Regions from separate parts of the Danio rerio genome. Here region 2 is linked to region 1. A link is a contact called in public Micro-C data. All regions are on one chromosome and are shown on one strand. Each heading gives the region's core, a stretch centred on a gene start, on an enhancer-like site or on the middle of the called end of the contact. The rest is flanking DNA. Distances are from core to core; before and after follow the strand shown. Region 1 holds the start of thop1 (thimet oligopeptidase 1). Region 2 holds the start of reep6 (receptor accessory protein 6).

Region 1 (4,396 bases), core at 108-2,607:
CTATAACACAACTTACTAAAACAGATACTGTATTTCCACACACTGCCAGCAGATGGCGCCCGACTTCAAGAGATTTCTCAACGACGCAGTGACTGTTTAGACCACAGGAGTCAAACTCAGTTTCTGGAGGGCCGAAGCTTTGCACAGGTTTAGCTTTAACACTAAACTCCTTATCATAATTGATGCAGGTGTGTTGAGGCAACTTGGAACTAAAATCTGCATGACACCAGCCCTCCAAGACTGAGTTTGGGCAGCCCTGGTTTAGACTAAGGAGTAGATAAGTCTTCAATTGGTTTATACTTTACTCTAGTCAGAGGCAATTTATGGAAGTCAGTTTTTTTCAAGTACACCCTCTTTTAGGTGTTACAAATGAACTTTCTTAATAACTTTGTTACTTTAAATGTATCTGCGCACTTCATTAATTTGTAAAAATGTATTTCATCTTTAATCAAACATCATAAAATAAGTGGTTGCATTCAATTTGTATGAGCGGAATTTAAACAGGTCAAAGCAGTGGCGCAGTAGGTAGTGCTGTCGCCTCGGCAAGAAGGTCGCTGGGTCGATTTTTTTTTTCTTCTGGAGAAAGTCTTAATTGATTCATTTTGACTAGAATAAAAGCAATTTTTTAAATAAAATATATTTTAAACACCATTTAAGGTCAAAATTGTTAGCCCCTTTAAGCTATATTTTTTGGATAGTCTATAAACCATTGTTATACAATAACTTGCCTAATTATCCTAACCTGCCAAGTTAACTTAACCTAGTTAAGCCTTTAAATGTCACTTTAAGCAGTATAGAAGTGTCTTGAAAAATATCTAGTCAAATGTTATTTAAAATATATTCTACTGTTTTTGTATTGTATTTTGCTTGTAGAGTTTACTTCCGTTTTAGTCTTATTTAAGAGTGCTTTTTACTGAATGTACCGAACCGTACAGAAACCGTGCCCTAAAACCAAACCGTGAGAAGAATGTTTTATTGCACCCCTAATAGAGAGTACAGTAAAATAAGACTTTAATACCATAAAAACCACAATACTCTGCCGTATACGGTTACAGTACAACTACAAAAGGCTAAAGTCCCGCTTGCACAGCTGTCATCTAACGTTACTGGAATGAGAGTTGTTACATAAGCTAAATTAATATATTTCACCTATATATTAAAATTCGTGTTTACTTCTCTTTCTTTAGTGAAATACATGTGTTTAGGTTGCAGAGCTTACCGTAAAACCACAAGTTATATTATATTATACATTTCATAAATTCACTGAAGCCTCCAACCAATCAATGAGCTCCCCAGGTGGTCATGTGACCGGAGCAGGAAGAATGAGTGAGCGGTTATTATAGGTGCTTTGAATCGTTGGTACACGCGGTGTTCTGATTGAGTCGAGAAATGGCACCTACAGGTAAGAAATACCTAATTCCAGCGCTTGTATTATGTCGTGAGGATATAAAAACGTAAACCTAACAGTCTTGTTTTTGAGAGAAATTCTTAACATTGTATTTTTGTCTCGTTAGCGTGCTGAGCTAATATACGGCGGGTCAGCTGTGATGTTCGGGTCAGCTGGTGCCGCTCAGCTCAGCTCTGCATCCGCACTCAGAATCTGACATTGAAAACACGAGATTTGCCATTAAGTTTGTCTTCACACCGACCAGGCCTAAAGTTTTATGATGCTAAAGATTCGTTAATCATTACGGTGTCCGCATTTAGAAAACCATTGTCTTGATATTGTGACGCTTTTTATTATTTATGAATCTGCTTTAGCGTCAACATATTTAGACGTCGCGTTGAATCGAGCTCGTTGACCAGGATTTAATAACTCGCTATAAAACGTAACTTATCAAATTTAAAGAAAAACGGGAATGTAAGTCAATTTAACAGTTATTTCATTCGTTTTATGTTCGTTAAACTAGCTTTTAAACTACCACATCCATTTTTTTCTTTGAATATATGCTTGTTTTCATTCATCCTCAGGGCAAGAAGTAACAGCTGATCATGCTTTTAATTTGGTTTTCTTTTGCTTATGCATACTCTCAGGTATGAATGTTCTGCTGTTATATAAAACGCACACACACACACACGTGCAAAATTTTGTATATAAATGTAAATGTCTATAGAAGTATATATTTTAAAATTCATATTTTATAAATTAATGCCTTTATGGACATTTTTGATATTTTTAAAACAAATTAAAACATTTATAAATTTATTTTTCATTCATTTAAATAAGGTATTTAAATCCATTAAAATAAATTGCCTACTTATTTTGTAAGATAATACAATAAAGTAAAATTGAAAGAAACACTTTACTTGATCTATGATATGTCTATAGCAAGCTGACTAATAAAAATGTTTATGGAAGTTTCTTTGAATGGTTTAAAATGCAATTCTTTTATTGCATATTTTTTATTTTAAATAACATACACGCACTGTTTTCTTGACCCTAAAATACTTTTTTTGACACCGTTTGGTTTGAGGCTTGAATGAAATATCTTTAATTTCAGCATATATTTAAAATAAACTAGAAAATAAAATAGTTTAATTTTACCATATGGATATGCATAGTATAATATTAAGGATGTTGCATATAATCCCTTAAACATGTATCTTATAGTTATTTAGGTGTGAGTATATCATGCTCAGAAGCAGCTTTACAGAAAATAGATAAAACATAAAACAAAATTGCTAGGAAAAATGGCAAACAATGCACTTTTATTTTTAATTAGTGTATTTAAATCCATTAAAATAAATGTCCTAATTATGTTGTAAGAAATTACTATAACGTAACATTGGAAGAAAATCTTTACTTGAAGTCTGAGATGTCTAAAACAAGCTAAATATTTCAAAAGAGCTGTTTTGGAGATGTTTCTGTTACTGTAAACTTTGATAAAATGCATTTTTTTAAAGAAATATTTTTATATTTTAATAACATACGCTTACAATCTGTTTTCTTGACCCTGAAATTCTTTTTCATAAGAATTTGGTTTGAGGTTTATATTAAATGTATAATAAAATAAACTAAAAAAGAAAAGTGGTTTTTTTTTTGGTTTTTTTTTTTTAAACAGTTGAAGTCAGAATTATTAGCCCTGTTTGTTTTTTTCGCCAATTTCTGTTTAACGAAGAGAAGATTATTTCAACACATTTCTAAACATAAGTTTTAAAAACTCATCTCTAATAATAACTGATTTACTTTATATTTGCCTTGAGGACAGTCAATAATATTTGACTAGATATTTTTCAATACGCTTCTATACAGCCCTAAGTGAAATTTAAGGCTTAACTAGGTTAATCAGGTTAACTAGGCAGGTGAGGGTAATTAGCTTGTGATCGGTTCATGAGATCCAGATCATTAAGCAGGTCGCACACCAGAAGCGCCGCTCAGCGGCGCGCAGCGCCACGCAGCGCCATGTATTTTAGAATTCTAAACATAGGTTTCAATCAGGATACACACACCGGCACCGCAAGTCGGCAGCTGTCGGCGGCGCCCGGCGATGGCTCAGGACGCAGTTCATTTTTCAGACGCGCCACAGAGCGCCATCTGATTAGTTTCATGTTAAATATCCCTCGAATGTGCGCGTCTGGTGTGTGATACTTTAAACTGTCATGTGCGCGCCGTGTCGCGGCGCCGAGCGGCGCTTCTGGTGTGCGACCTGCTTTAGCCTGCTTTTAAGTAATAAATGTATTTATTTGAATTTTTATTTTTAAACTTTTTTTTTTTTATATGGCAACATAACATTGCGCTCCACATAAATCTCTGGCAGAGACTCCTTTCCTCCCCATCAGCCAATCACTGTGCGCACATTTAGTAAGCGTGATGACATCATCCATAGCAACAAAGTCAACCCTGCCCTTACTCTTAGCTTGAAAGGACAGTTCACCCAAAAATGAAAATGTACGTTGAAAACACTAAAGTAGATACTTTGAGGAAAGCTGAAAACCTAAAACCATTTAACTTCCATAGTAGGAAAAACAAGTAATATAGAAGTCAGTGGTTAAACGTTTCCAGCTTCAAATCATCTTCATCAAATCAAGTGATAGGTGTGTAAATGATGACCAACCTCTTTAAAACTTCTCTCCATTCTTTAGTAAAGTTTATCTCATTGGCTTTGAATGGGATTTAAGAGATATTTATTAGAAAAACTTTTACTGTTATTTGGATCAACTTTTAGTGCTAAGAGGAAATATTTTGTAAATACAAGGAGGTTCAGATATACACTTTCATTTGCCGCTTGATGAGATAAACCTCAAATTTAGTTTACCCTACTTTCATAACAAGTACTAATAGGACATGTATCTATATCTACATTTAGGTTCAGTGTGGAACGTAGTATACTGTTGTGTTCTTCAATCTAAGCAGTGCTATCTTTTCACTTTTCAGGTGAAGTTGTGTTTGGCTCTG
Region 2 (5,056 bases), core at 556-3,055, 77 kb after region 1:
CAGCGTGGGTGAATTCTTCTCGGATATCTTTCTTCACTGGTTTCCATTCTACTATGTATGTAAGGTAAGTTCAGCAATGCCAGATGCTTATTAGAAGTAATATCTGTTATTAGAGGATCAATTATTACCAGCTTTTTTTCTGCTAATTGGCACAAAGACATTTTTTGTCACTCATCATGACCCAAGTAAGATGAGAGGTTAAATGGTTGTTTGGAAAGCTGTTTAACTAAAGACGGCTTTGTGTTTGGTTGTTATCTGCTGGTTTGTGCATATTAATAGTCAAGATCAGAGCATAAGTATGGTATAGCACAGCAAATATTGATATCAGCCAATCTATGCAGATACCAACTAAATGCTTTTTTCTTTATTTAAGTAAAGAACTGTCTACAACCAAATTTAGTATGACATTTATTTATTTTTTACTATTTTGGTCATTGTTTTTATAATCACTATTTGTTTTATTACAAATTTATAGCCCATCACTGAATCTGCTTATTTAATTAATTATTTATTTATTTATAAAGTTAAATAGTTAAACATTGATTAAAATGTTAAATAACTGTTTGCTTATTGTATATAGTTTCAAATTAAATTATTACTCTAGTCATTATTGTTTTTTACAATTACCATTAATAATAATAATATTAATGATAATAATAACAATAATAAATCATATTAGAGTGATTTCTGAAGGATCATGTGACTCTGAAGAGTGGAGTAATGAAGCTGAAAATTAATCTTAAAAAGCACTTGAATAAATGATTAAATTAAATTATAAACTACTTTTAAACAGTTATTTAACAGTACAAAAGCATTTTACAATTTGTACTGTATTGTGATTAAATAAATGCAGTCTTGGCGAGCAGGAGAAGCTTATTTTAAAACATTTAAAAATCACACTGACCCCAAAATTTTGACCTGTTGTGTATATCATTTCTGATATTGTAATCATAATGTAGGCTAATGTGATTTCACTATGTGTTTGTTTCAAATTTCATTAAAGCAACTGAATGAATGAATATGATAATGAAATACCTGACTCTTTGGCAATTTTTGCATAGATCCCAACAGCAATTAGACCAGCACTGAACACCTTAAACACAACAGCAACAACAATCTGCTCAAAACAAACACATACAGGATACATTCCAGAAGTATGAAACAGAAAGACTCAGGATTTGGACTTTTGCTAGCAACACAAGGCACAACGTTAAATCATACATAACATAAAGTCCTAGCATATGAATATATTTCACATTTAAATAAAATATATTAATAAAATCTCTTCATTACAACGATCACAAGAAATGAACTTACCCAGAATACGTAGCAGCACACAAATAACGTGTACTTCACGGCTCTGAAAGATTTCTTATTCCTTTTGGTTTTCATTTCTTTGTCCTTAAATTAAAAACTAAAAAGCAGCTTTAAATAATTCACAGCTAATGTTAGCAGTTTTTTGCAGTTATCGCCTAAGTTTCGCCATAACGACGTGTAATTGCTTGTCTGCTCCAGGTATTCACATACCTGTGTGTCTATGTTAATACAAGTTGAGCAGCGACCCCTAATGGTAGCAACTGTTTATTACTCAAACGTATCAATGTCATTTGCAGCCTTAAAACCATATATAAGCGATTTCTTAAGCATTTGCTGTTTTATTTGAATTATTTTTACGCGTTAAAGAAGAGATGATACGGTTTTCCAACTTGAATAATCACAGTATTTCTGCTGTCAGTCATGAGTCTTGATCCTCCCCACAGACACGTCACTGTAGTCTGACAGTAAGCGGATTGAGTCTCTTCAGTCAGCGAAACTATCCTAGACAACTAATTAAACCCCATTCATGTTCTTCGTATAACGACACGAGTTTCTTTTAAGTCATCATGTTTGCCATATTTACAAAGATTAAGGACCGCGTCGAGGCTTTTTTAAACGAGAAGAATATTGTCACCGACTGTCTCAATAAAATTGAAGAAAAAACTGGTATCAAGAAACGTTACTTAGCGTACGGTAAGTCTTAATTTATTGTAAAAACTTGTTCATATCTTGTAGAAAATGTGATAGAGTAGGGTAGTCTACCCATTGTCATAAACAATAGTTAACGTATCTTTAAGCAACAGGTGGACGGGTCAGCCGAGGCTCTGTTTCCATGTTACGCCATTGCAATGTAAATTCAGATTCTTATAAAATCATAATTGTTTACATCAAAATGTAAGTTTAACATTGATTTTTTCCATGTGTGATATAATTTTTTACTATTCTCATGACAAACATAACAGAATATATATATACTTACCTTTCATCGTATGTTCCTGTTGAAAAAAAATTAATATTTTAAAGAAAAACATCAATGTTTGAAAAGACTTGAGGTAAATTTATTGAATACATGAATAACTTGGATGTTACATTGACTGAAAATACTTATAGAAAAGTATGACTTCATTGCTTTAATCTTTTATTTGTCCTCATTGTTTGTTAATTGTTTATTTCCCTTATTTTATACATCAGCTGTTCTGTCTTGTGACTGTGAGGGTGGGATTGTGGTGGAGGGTGGTTAGAAAAGAATGTTTACATGTATAGCGAAATGATCTGTAAATTGATGTGAAAATATTAAATAAATTGATAAAACATGAACTTTAGACAAATTATTTATTTTATTGGGTAAATATTTTATTCACAAATTTTCTTAATCCTTACCTAATTTGCAGAATTTTCCTTGTGACTTGAATTGTTTCTGTACTCTGTTTTTATATTTTATTTTACTATGTTTTATTTTCTTTAATTTCTTTTTTCCTTGTTTATTATTGTACTTGATTGAGTGTTATGGTTATTAATGTGATTGTATTGTTAAAACACTCTTTTAAAAATCATAAATGAAAACGGCTAAAGCAGGGACAACATAGCTAAAAATATTTGGATCAAATTTGTTGATGACATTTGTTTTTAAAATAAATAAATGTACACATGAATATTGAAAATAAATAAATTGTTTTCTTTGCCCTGAAAGTGAAATAGCAAAACATAGGAAAAAATGAGAAAGAAAGAAAAATTCAGATTGCTTTTAGAAGTTTCATATATACAGTAGTCAACATTTCAAGAGGATCAAAACATTTCTTCCAAGGTGTCCAAAAACTATTCAACAACACTCATCCTTTTTATAGGACCAGGGACAGATTTATTGATTTGGGGGTCTTAAGCAATTCGAGCAGTCCTAAACTGCACCGTTTAATTAATTAATTAATTAATTAATTAATTAATTAATTAATTCATTCATTCATTCATTCATTCATTCATTCATTCATTCATTCATTCATTCATTAATTAATTAATTAATTAATTAATTAATTAATTCATTCATTCATTCATTCATTCATTCATTCATTCATTCATTCATTCCTTTTTTTCTGGCTTATAGTCCCTTTATTCATCCGGGTTCACCACAGCGGAATGAACTGCCAACTTATCCAGTATGTGTTTTAGACAGCAGATGCCCTTTCAGCTGCAACCCAGTGCAGGGAAACACCCATACACTTTCACATGCTCCATTTGTACTTTTTTTTCTATTTATTTCTATTTGTGTTTTTTTCTCTCTCCTTTTCTACATTTTATCTTAATGCACTCTCTATGTTGTTATTTTTAAAACTAAATCTCTACCTGATTTGAATGCTAAATTGCTCTATGATTGGGGATGGGGGACACATTTGCATAGAGGTAATTATTAACAATAAAATTGTATTTGTTAGACCCTCGCCATACAAAATATGATAGAAAACTATGCTTTATATAATTTATAATTTATAGGTATAATTTATACTTTTAGGCATTTCAGGCATAGCAGTCACTTACCTTGATTATTGGTTAAATCCGCCCCTGCTTAGGACAATTTTAAAATGGAATAGTTTCAGAACGACTTTGATGAAAGGTTTTGATCCACCTCAAATGTTGACTACTGTTTACTGCATGTAAGAGTATAATTTTGTAATAGAACGTAGAATATTGCACACAGTAGCTACTATTTTAGACAGATGTATTACTGTGGTTTCATAACTGTTTTAAAAAAGTATCCCTATGATTACAAAGTTATATAGTAGGCCTAATTACTTTTCTCCTGATTACACTATTAATACATTGTTTAGTTGTATTTAGAAGGATGTTCTTGTTGCTTCTTTACTCCCAACAGGTGCTGCAGGTGTGACTGGAGCATTTTTATTATTAGGATACGGCGCTTCTCTGATCTGTAATCTGATTGGCTTTGTTTATCCTGCATATTTCTCGTGAGTTCTTTATTATGTTGAGTTTGATTGCTGTAACTTGTCTTAACTGCCATATCATTTACAAGATATTTACATTTTTTAGTATCAAAGCCATAGAAAGTCCTGGTAAAGAGGATGACACGCAGTGGCTCACGTACTGGGTAATCTACGGCTTCTTCAGCGTGGGTGAATTCTTCTCGGATATCTTTCTTCACTGGTTTCCATTCTACTATGTATGCAAGGTAAGTTCAGCAATGCCAGATGCTTATTAGAAGTAATATCTGCTATTAGAGGATTAATTATTACCAGCTTTTTTTCTGCTAATTGGCACAAAGACTTCTGTCATTCTTTGTCACTCATCATGACCCAAGTAAGATGAGAGGTTAAATGGTTGTTTGGAAAGCTGTTTAACTAAAGACGGCTTTGTGTTTGGTTGTTATCTGCTGGTTTGTGCATATTAATAGTCAAGATCAGAGCATAAGTATGGTATAGCACAGCAAATATTGATATCAGCCAATCTATGCAGATACCAACTAAACACTTTTTTCTTTATTTAAGTAAAGAACTGTCTACAACCAAAATTAGTATGACATTTATTTATTTTTTACTATTTTGGTCATTGTTTTTATAATTTTTTATAATCACTATTTAGTTTATTACAAACTTATAGCCCATCACTGAATCTGCTTATTTATTTATTTATTTATTTATTTATTTATTTATTTATTTTATTTAAATGTGTGCAAATATATATATATATATATATATATATATATATATATATATATATATATATATATATA

What was found. A called contact is a pair of places that touch in the nucleus more often than the background predicts.
Region 2: a Micro-C map of caudal fin shows a contact between it and region 1, with 5 times the contacts expected there. The contact joins the promoter of reep6 here to the promoter of thop1 in region 1. A contact is called at or near these places in 3 of 18 Hi-C or Micro-C datasets (caudal fin, hematopoietic stem cells and an unstated tissue) and 2 of 4 datasets of contacts at active chromatin or transcription factors (caudal fin and embryo).

Annotation. Positions count from the first base shown.
Region 1 is chr11:7,273,810-7,278,205 of GRCz12tu, forward strand. thop1 (thimet oligopeptidase 1) reads left to right here and starts at 1,358. Exons shown (of 13, transcript NM_001002355.1): 1 at 1,358-1,402; 2 at 4,376-4,396. The coding sequence starts at 1,390.
Region 2 is chr11:7,350,136-7,355,191 of GRCz12tu, forward strand. It overlaps reep6 (receptor accessory protein 6), which reads left to right and starts at 1,806. Exons shown (of 7, transcript NM_001004656.2): 1 at 1,806-2,010; 2 at 4,181-4,274; 3 at 4,357-4,495. The coding sequence starts at 1,884. It overlaps zgc:113223, which reads right to left and starts at 1,537. Exons shown (of 8, transcript NM_001013551.1): 1 at 1,318-1,537; 2 at 1,036-1,093. The coding sequence starts at 1,392.